Regions from separate parts of the Dromaius novaehollandiae genome. Here region 2 is linked to region 1. Evidence: chromatin contacts called from public Hi-C data. All regions are on one chromosome and are shown on one strand. The core of a region is the stretch at or near the end of the contact, and the rest is flanking DNA. Distances in the headings are between cores, read along the strand shown.

Region 1 (4,377 bases), core at 551-3,050:
ACTTTACAGGTACTCATGATGCTTCAGTGCAGGTCTCAAGAATCCCCTTATTTTTTGCTAATTTAGGAGCTCTGTGTATACAGGGGCACTGCTTTCAGCCATGCGGCATTTGTGAGACTACTAATGGAATACTTTTAAGCTTATGGGAAAATAGATAGCTCTGATGAGTAGAGGGACTATGAAGTGCTGATTCTTCAACCTCAGCTTCCATTTCTTTTCAAAGTAAGTCAGCTGAATGGTACTCATAAACTTCCATTGCACCATTTTCCAAATTACTCCGTATATGAGTTCTTTAAGCATCATACAGCAGTTTGTCTTTTGGATCCTCTGTTCCTCAACAGAATGGCTTGCAGGATGATCTATTATGTGATTTCATAATGATTTGCAAAAAAAAACAAAAACAAAAAAACCCCAAAAAACCCACTTTATTTATTTCCTATTACAAAAAGTCCATAATTCACCATTTCTGACCCCTACAACTCGAATTATCCCATGGAGTTGCCATAAAGACTGCACTGGATGTATTAATACACCTCTGGCTGACTTGGCCCCTGGCATAGTACCCTCTTCCCCTATTGTCAGGTTACGAGGAACAGAGGTTTCCCTCCCATTGCATCCATGGACCAGTCTTCCGCATCTGCCTGGAGGAAGGTCAAAACTCACAGTTGCCCCTTCTGTGGCTGCCTCTCTTTCACGGAAGCTCTCTACAGCGTTGTCCCACCTTTCCTCTCCCCTCAGGTCCTGTCTTTCTCCCAGCCTTTTCACAACTCCCAGCCATGCCCCAAGTCCTCTCCAGCACAGCATCCCAGTGCTCAGTTAAGTCACCCCCATTCAAGACCATTGGCAGGATTGTTTGCCTTTTCTGCGATGTGCATTACCAACACCGCTGCTCAGCGTCCTGCAGTTCAGTCACATACAAAAGTGTGTCTTACTGACGTGCTGTGCCACTGCTATGTCAAAGAGGACCATGAAATATTCAGCTTCAATTACAGACCAATGTCTGTTGATCCAGAGGAAGGAGACAATGCTGGCGCAACACCGATCTGGATCTTTAACCAAATGAACACCTGCACAATTGGCAAATTGCATCCTGATTCCTCCAGGGCAAGGCCACAGTGTGCGTGCACTGCCCGAGAAGATCAAATCTCTGCCTCAAGAAGCGTCAACCTGAAATACACCAAGATCAGACAGATGTACAGGAGGAGAAATACAGGAAATGGTTGCAGCCGTATACAGTGCCATATAAAGATCCCAGGTAATGAAATGGCAGCACAGTCTCAAGGGGATTTGTGTTCAGTGGTGTTTCTAGGGAGTGCTGCATTGCTCGCAGAACTAGGGGGTGCCAGCAAGGGATATAACTGAAGTAGAAATCTCTGCTTGGTGTACTAGGTCTCCATGACCTATTTCAAGGAGGTGGGGGAGAGGGAAGAAAGCCAGGAGAAATCAGATATGACCATACTCTTTCCTTATGTTAGCACAAACATTAATGTTACTATAGTTATCTGTTGATAGCAAAGAGCCTCATGTGCGACTTCATGATAACAAACAAATTCATAGACCTTCCAGCCTTGTTTCTTATCCCTCATGCTAGCAGCTAAGGGTCTCCTTCCCCTTGTCCCTTTTCTATTTTTTTTTCTTCCTGGTAAACAGAGGAATTCCCTTTTCACCCTGTTTTAATTACAGGAGCCACGTGATCCTTCCTGGAGCAGCTGTCAGATATCACAGAATGGGAGTATCACCAGGCCAGCGGGCTCATGGAAAATATGTAAGTAGGTTATGTGGGGGTGGGGGGAGGCCATTAAACACAGCAGGACCCACTTAGCTGAGTACCTGTTAGAGGCATAGGCAGGGGGAGAGGGAAATAGCTGCACAGCTCCACTTTTTCTAACCAACCCTGCCTAAACTCAGACAGTAGCACTCGAAACCGTGCAGTGAGGGGGGGCTGGAAGAGAGGGTGCAGAGAGTGTTTTGTTGTTCACCAGGACTAGTGTTGCTAACGACTGCTTACCAAATGAATAAATCAGAAAGCTCAAATGTGTTTCTGCAGCCACTGCTTTGTCCCAGCTGGCTGGAGGGCTCAAACAGCCAGTAGGTTTGCAGCTGTGGCTGGAGAGCCTTGCTCTGCTCCAGGAGAGCGCCAAGTAGCTTGCCCCTGGCGCCAGCCCTTCTGCGGCAGTGGGCGTGCTGTGGCTGGCTGGGTGGGTTCCCCGGCCCCCAAATAGTTGGGAGCCCCCATCCCTGCCCTTGCTCCACCGATGCACCTGAGGCTGGGCACCCCATGCCTCCGCTCCCTCTGGCTGGATGGGCTCCCCACTCCTCACAGCCCCTTGGCGCCCGCACCATCCCCCTCAAGGAGGGGACACGGCAGGGGACATGGGTGCCCCAGGTGGGGGTCCCACCTGGCTGCCTGCAGGAGGTCTTGGCAGAAGTGGTAGATGAGCGGGAGCACCCACACCCGTGAGCCAGGCGGAGAGGCGGGTAGAGACAGCTGTTTTCTGTTGAGCAGGAGGGAAGTGGGGCCTGTGAGCTTTGCCACCGGAGGAAGCACGTCCTCATTCCCAGAAAGAAGGGCCCTTCAAACAGCTCTGCAGAGCTCTCAGGCAGCGCAAAGCCATGTGCTGGCACAAACGCTCTAAAATCCAAGCTGTGCCTGGCACAGCCTGCGCTTCTGGCAGGTGAATTTTTGGCCGAATTACTGAAGCTGGCCCTGGGGTGGCTCTCAGGCGACCTGAGCTCAGGGGAAAGGCCATCAGTTTTGCTCAGAAGCAAAACTCCTGGGTGCAGCACATCTTCTCAGGAGGCCTCCTGGGATAACTCTGGCTTTCCAAGCCAGAATAGCAGCCACTGAAGCAAAAGGCTTATTTTTAGGGTTCTTCCCTTTTCTGACCATTTACTTGCTTGCACAGAGTATTTGGGGATTTTTTTGCAGCTACACCTGTGTGAGCTTGCCCTTCAAACCCTGTTTTACCTCTTTCTTCCCATTTATTCATTCTCTCCTTTACACACACACGCAGGCACACAGAGTTGCTCTGCCATGGTTAAACTTCCACCTCGATCGAGGTGCTAGACAATGAAATCAGCTCCGGAAGGGGTTGATATCCTCTCCCTGTGTAAATGCTCCCAGTGGTGCTGGGACCCGCTGCTCGCGCCACCACGCTCTCCCTTCAGCAGGGCAGGCGGCAACAGGACCAGGGTACACGCCGTCCGGCAGCGCTGGGTCAGCGCACGCCAAGGAGGTGTCCCAGGAGAGGGGCAGGGGCAGCCATGAGAGCAAAGCTGGGCTGTGCAAAGGAGTGATGTAAGATAGAGGGGGAACTGCAGCAGGGGAAAATCCCCAGGGGAGGCCAGGGGGGTGGAGTGCCCCTGCAGCCAGGAGCAGGCAGTCCTGGGTTTCAGGCAGTTTGCAAAGAAACGGGTACAGCCTAGCAGCTGAGCGTGCAGCGCGAGGGATGGAGAGTAATTAGTCCCGAGAGAGGGGGAAGCAGAGGGGCCTATGTCTGCAGCACGTCTGCCCGCACCATTCCCTCCGCAGTCTGCAGTCCTTCGCCTGCGAGAGCCCTACAAGCCTAAGGGGAAAGGCCGATCTGCACAGCCAGCAGCGACCCAGTGCCGGAGGCAAACCTGACACACCAGGGAACGCCAGCAGCATCAGACTGGCATGGGCAAAGCGCCTGCTTGGGAGGAAGCAAGAGTTTCTGCCTGCCGCAGGCCAGGTAATGGTTCCTGCGTTGACCAGGGGTAAAACTGTGCTCGGTACATTTCAATATGAAGGTGTATTCGTTAAACCTTGTATTTATATGATCTGTCTGCTGACAGATATGCCCAATTCAAATATCTAAATAGGATTAATGCAGGCAGCTTATTACTGCTTCTTGATGAGGACTAGGAATTACGGTCATCAGCTGTGACAATGAAGTTGGGTGTCTGACCCCTACAACTTATCCTTGAAAAATACTATACCAAATAGCTTCTGAATCAGTGAAGAGTCATTTTTATATTCACTGAATAATAGAGAAAAGCGCAAACTAAAATAGCCAGATCTGAATATCAGAATGTATTTTGGGTTCTCTCTTGGTGAGAGGAGGATAAACATAATCGCAAGTGAAATAAGTGCTGGGCTGTATTTAACCCTCTCAGCACTCCAACAAGACTAAACATAACTGGTGCAAGCTTTCCGAAGGTAAAAAACTGCCTTTCCACAGAAAGCAGTACACTGTGCAGTTTTGGGCCACCCTCCCCCACTGCAAGAGAAATATTCAGTGATGTCTCCTGCCCTTGCATGTGTTAGCTGCAAAACCCAGTGTAATCTGTGCAAAAGCTTCACATACAGTTCCTGATTTCCAAAGGGGCAGATGTAGTGACGTGTCCAGGGTATTC
Region 2 (4,377 bases), core at 1,128-3,627, 71 kb after region 1:
CGGGTTCAGAGCACATGCCGTCCCTCCTCTGTACCCCCATGTGCTCTCCCCACCCAGCGTTACCCCTTTTCTCCAAGTCTGGTGGGAAGCAATTTGGGGCTCCCTGGCTCCCGGTAAGTTATCTGTTGTTTATGACGCTTGGTTTTCTTTCTTTTTGATTTTTCCCCCTGGGTGCTTTTGTCGGTGTGTAATTAGCTGGCGCTGCACCAAAGCGTTGATCCCAGGAGTGCTCTCTCGCTGACATTAGCAGCAGACAGTGACTAAAACAAAGAGACAGCTCAGTACGCGCGACATGTTCGCTTTGTACATCTCCTGCTCCTCACTGCTGTTGGGAGCTCAAAAGGGATCGCAGATGTGGAATAAATGGAGTGCTTTGAACAAGTGGCACTGTAATCCCTCCTTCCCCCCGCCCCTCTATCCCTCTTTTTGCAGACATTAGTTTGATTAAAATTGCATGAGCCTGCACACGGGTGTATTTTATTTTATTTTATTTATTTTCTTCCTGAGGAGAAAACGGTCTGAGGTTCCAGGAAACACCTCTGCCCAGCGGGGGAGCAGCGGGGTTGCGGGTGGAGTGGAGGGACTTGGGGCGTTTGCAAAAACTTTCTGCAGAGAGTTTACAGCCTGCTGCTGCTGTAGGGCTTGTTATACTGGTGAGACCTGCTTTTCCTGTGGAACACTAAAATTTCGTATATTCTCCTTTGCAGAGTGTTATGTGCTCATTCTTGGTGTGCAGCTGTAGTCAGGACAGACAGGGAGCCCATCTGAGTGGTCACTTGTAATTTTGGGGTGGTAGCAGAGGGATCTGAAAGGTATGGTAGGTATGCGGCTTGCTCTAGACTAGAACAACAAATCTTTTGCCGAGGGCTTTCCGGATTACCAATAGAGTCTCCATGGCTAAGGGTAGACATAAGCAGCTAATTTAAAACCTAGGTGACCATATCAGAAATTAAATCAAAATATTGAAAACACAGAAATTCTTCTTTTCCTTTTTCAGCTGGGCCTGTGCACTCTGGTTGGCAAGAAGTGAAGTCTTCACCACCATTTGCAGTAGTGTTCTGTCTCCTCTAGAAGGGGAGATTGCACAGAAAATTAATTGAGAACTTCTTATTCCAGTCCTATTCCATCTTTTGCAAACATAGTCTTTTTGCCCAATGCCATGGCAGTTCTGTGTAAAAACTGTCGCGTTCACTGATGGACATTCATAGGATGGACTCTGTCTTGTTGCCTGAGGTGGGACTGTACAGTATTCTGTCTTTGCATCAGGGTTTGCTTCCCTTCAGAAGGGCTTACTTTTAATGAAATGTTTGCAAAGCGCTGCTCCAGTAAGGGCTCTGTTACATGCAAAGTGCAGTTTCCTTCTGAGCACTCTCGCCGTGCCCTCCCTGCGTGTTCTGCCAGGCCAGCGTGGACCAAGCTTTGCCTTTCTCCTGCTTCTGTTTTTTTGGCCTGGAGGAACAGCAAAAGCAATGGTGGCCCTCCAATGAATAGCTTTCCCCCAAGTGCTTATCCTGGGGCACTGTTGGCTGCATGCAAGTTTAATCTTTCTGTTCAGACGTCAGTGTGTGACACAAGGCTCTGGGGAGTTGGGATGTGGGGGAGCAGGTATCCTTGGTGCCAGCTGGTGCTGTGCTTTGCAGCAAACTCCTGCAGCTCAGCTGCTTTGCAATGTTGTCATGGAGTGTTAGGTGCGGCTCACAAGCCTGTTTGCTTTTTGGAAGGCGAAAGTCTAATGAAATCTGTGTATTGCCAGCAGGAGATCGCTTCTTTTCCACTTCCCTTTCCTTGAGAGGGGAGAGAAGGAAGAAAAAAAAAAAGGCCCTTCAAAAATGCAATAGCATTTGGAGGGAAGTGAGGTTGCTTTCAAGAACAGTTCAAGACCCTGAGGGTGCTTTGTGCAAAGGAGTCAAAAACCTGGCGGGTCTCCCTAAGGAGAGAGCTGACCTGCTTAGCCTTGTCTCACGGCTGCCCATGCTTTAGCAGGCAGAGCGTATTCCTGAGGGTGCCTTGACAGCAGGAGGAGAAAATTCCCTCCAAGTAGTGAGCAATGCCTGTCAGCGTGGCTCCCCCAGACTGTCTTCATTTGGAGCAGACAGCGAGGTCACCAGTGGTTGTGTTGTTCCCTTGTTTGCACCCCGCTGCTACTATCCCAGACATTGTCTGCCACTGCTATGCACGTGCAACCGTCCGTGGTGTCCCCAGAGCCTGAGGCTGGGGTTTGGTGACACCTCCCTGCTTGAGCCCTGTGCTCCAAAAGCAGCTGTGCCAGCACCCCCAGCAAGTCTAGCTGCAAGGTGGAATTCCCTAGGCTTGGTGAGAGGGCGGCTTTTGCCTGCGCTGTGTGCATTGGAAATTTTAGGCCAGCTGGAAGAGGTTAGCATAACAAAGCTGCAGGTGAAAGGGAGGCATTGAATTTCAATAAACCAGCAACTGGGGAATGATATCTCCTTACTTATAATTCAAGCTCCTGGCTCAGGCGTTCCTCTTTTTTTACCTCAAGCAAATCTCCTGTAATGCATAGGAAACAGCTCAGCAACTGCAGTCCTGGCTGCCATTGAGGTAGAGGCTAAGGTTTGTTAAAGACCTGCAGAGCTCTATAAAAAATATTTATGATCTTCTTGGACTTAAGCATTACAAGTCAAATATTTGAATAGGTAGAGGCAAGCATTTTGGTGGAATTTGATGATCCCTTTCACATTTATGCTTGGTTACGCTTGCCCCACGTGTATTTGGGTGGCTGGCCAGGGGCGAGAGGGAGGTGAGGGATGAAAGGGACTTAGTGCAGAAGGGAAAAACAGGAGCAGGGAGAGATTAGAACAGAGAGAAAGCAAAGGAAACTACTGAAGGTTAAAAATAATAGTAACAATTAGGCTAGGGGGGCCAAGAAGAGACAGAAAAATAAAGCAGGGCCTTTGAAGAAGAAGGGGAGAGACAGTGAAGCCTCTTATTAAAAATTAAATGGCTGAGTCTGAAGATAAATGAGGAGCCTGCAAAGAAACAACAAAAAATTGTGGAAGGCAGGAAGGAGGAAAATATTTAAAAGGGAAATCAGAGGTTTTCACAGGTGTATGCTGTTGGGCATGCCAGCAGAGGAGCTTCCTAATCACATCTAATACATGACAGGAACTGGGGGCTTTGTAAAAAAGTATTCCGGAGTATTCTTGCCTGTAAAGCTGACAGTGGCCTCCTTTTGCTGGTCTCCCCAGCTGTGAGTTACAATCCAGCCTTTTCTTCTTAGTGGACTACATGCCAAGAGCTGCTACTACTGAAAGCAAGTATAGCTTCTCCAGGGACACAGGTGGGTTTTGCTTGAGATCTAGGGAGTTGGGAGAGGCCGAAGTTAGGTGAGTCACCTGAGCCTTCACAGCACATGAATGGTAATCCCTGCTTGGGCTCTGCTTTTTGCCCGTGGATGCGCTTAGCTGTCTGGTCCTGCTTGTATTGGCATGCTGGTCTCTGCGCTGGGTATGTGAAGTGCAAAGGGTGAGGTAAGGCGTTCCCGCTCCACGATGCATGCCAGGCACCAAAGGAGATGGACTTTGATCTTTCATTGGGAAAATGCCACTGTTCTCCACGCAGAAGTGTTGGACTCTGGAGGGCTGTTTGTTGTGCTTTGGTCTGTTTTGCTGTGCTCACTGTCCCAGCAGGGGTGGTTGGGGGGTTTGGGAAAGAGGGGGATGTGGTACCCTCTTCAGGAAGGAGGTGAATGACTGCAATGCTACTGGGAGGATTTGCAAGATGGTCACTACTTTTGTCACTAACTAGGTACCTAATATTGTGGGGAAGTTTGTTGCCTTGGTAGGACATAGCTGTGGTATGTGAACAGGGCAGACTGCACTTGGGAAGCACAATACTACTACTACCTGTAGGTAGTCAGCTCTAGCCTGTAAGCAGGCAAGTAAAAGCATACAGTTGCTCAGTGACTGCCTGGCATCTTCAGCACCAACTGAGTTCGTGAGTAGCTGTGCACAGCCAAGGCGGGGGGAAAGACTGAGTGTTGCTGATGTTGACTTTTCTCCTCTTCTGGTGGAGTTTCTTTATGGTGTGTTTGACTCCCACTGGAAACGGTCCATGTTGTGCACATCTGGATGGGGCTTCCTGGGGCTGTTGCTCTGGCACTGCTTATCAGTGGCCTGTGCCCTTTTGGAGGTGTGCGTCTGATGGGGGTCTCTGGGCAATTCCCTTTCTCCCCAGTACTGAGAATCTTGTTTTGCTGAGGAGATTAAAGCTGTTGGGCATGGTTTTCTCTCCAGCACTGTGGAAAACCTGCAGTTCCAGAAAGGGTGGTGGTAGGAAGTGTGTGCACCAGTCCCGCCATGGTGAAAGCATTGAGCTTTTCAGAAGGGACCTGGTGCTGCATGGTTTGTTGGAAATTCC

The links. A called contact is a pair of places that touch in the nucleus more often than the background predicts.
Region 2: a Hi-C map of ovary shows a contact between it and region 1, with 2.5 times the contacts expected there. The contact joins two enhancer-like sites.

The regions. Positions count from the first base shown.
Region 1 is chr1:103,269,296-103,273,672 of bDroNov1.hap1, forward strand. No RefSeq gene overlaps it. Among named protein-coding and RNA genes, the nearest start is that of IGSF3, 19 kb to the right of the region's middle. Within about 2 kb of position 1,801, at least 2 of the 2 cell types and tissues checked have open chromatin away from gene starts, as enhancers often do.
Region 2 is chr1:103,339,839-103,344,215 of bDroNov1.hap1, forward strand. All of the region lies in intron 2 of IGSF3 (immunoglobulin superfamily member 3), which reads left to right. Among named protein-coding and RNA genes, the nearest start is that of IGSF3, 51 kb to the left of the region's middle. Within about 2 kb of position 2,378, at least 1 of the 2 cell types and tissues checked has open chromatin away from gene starts, as enhancers often do.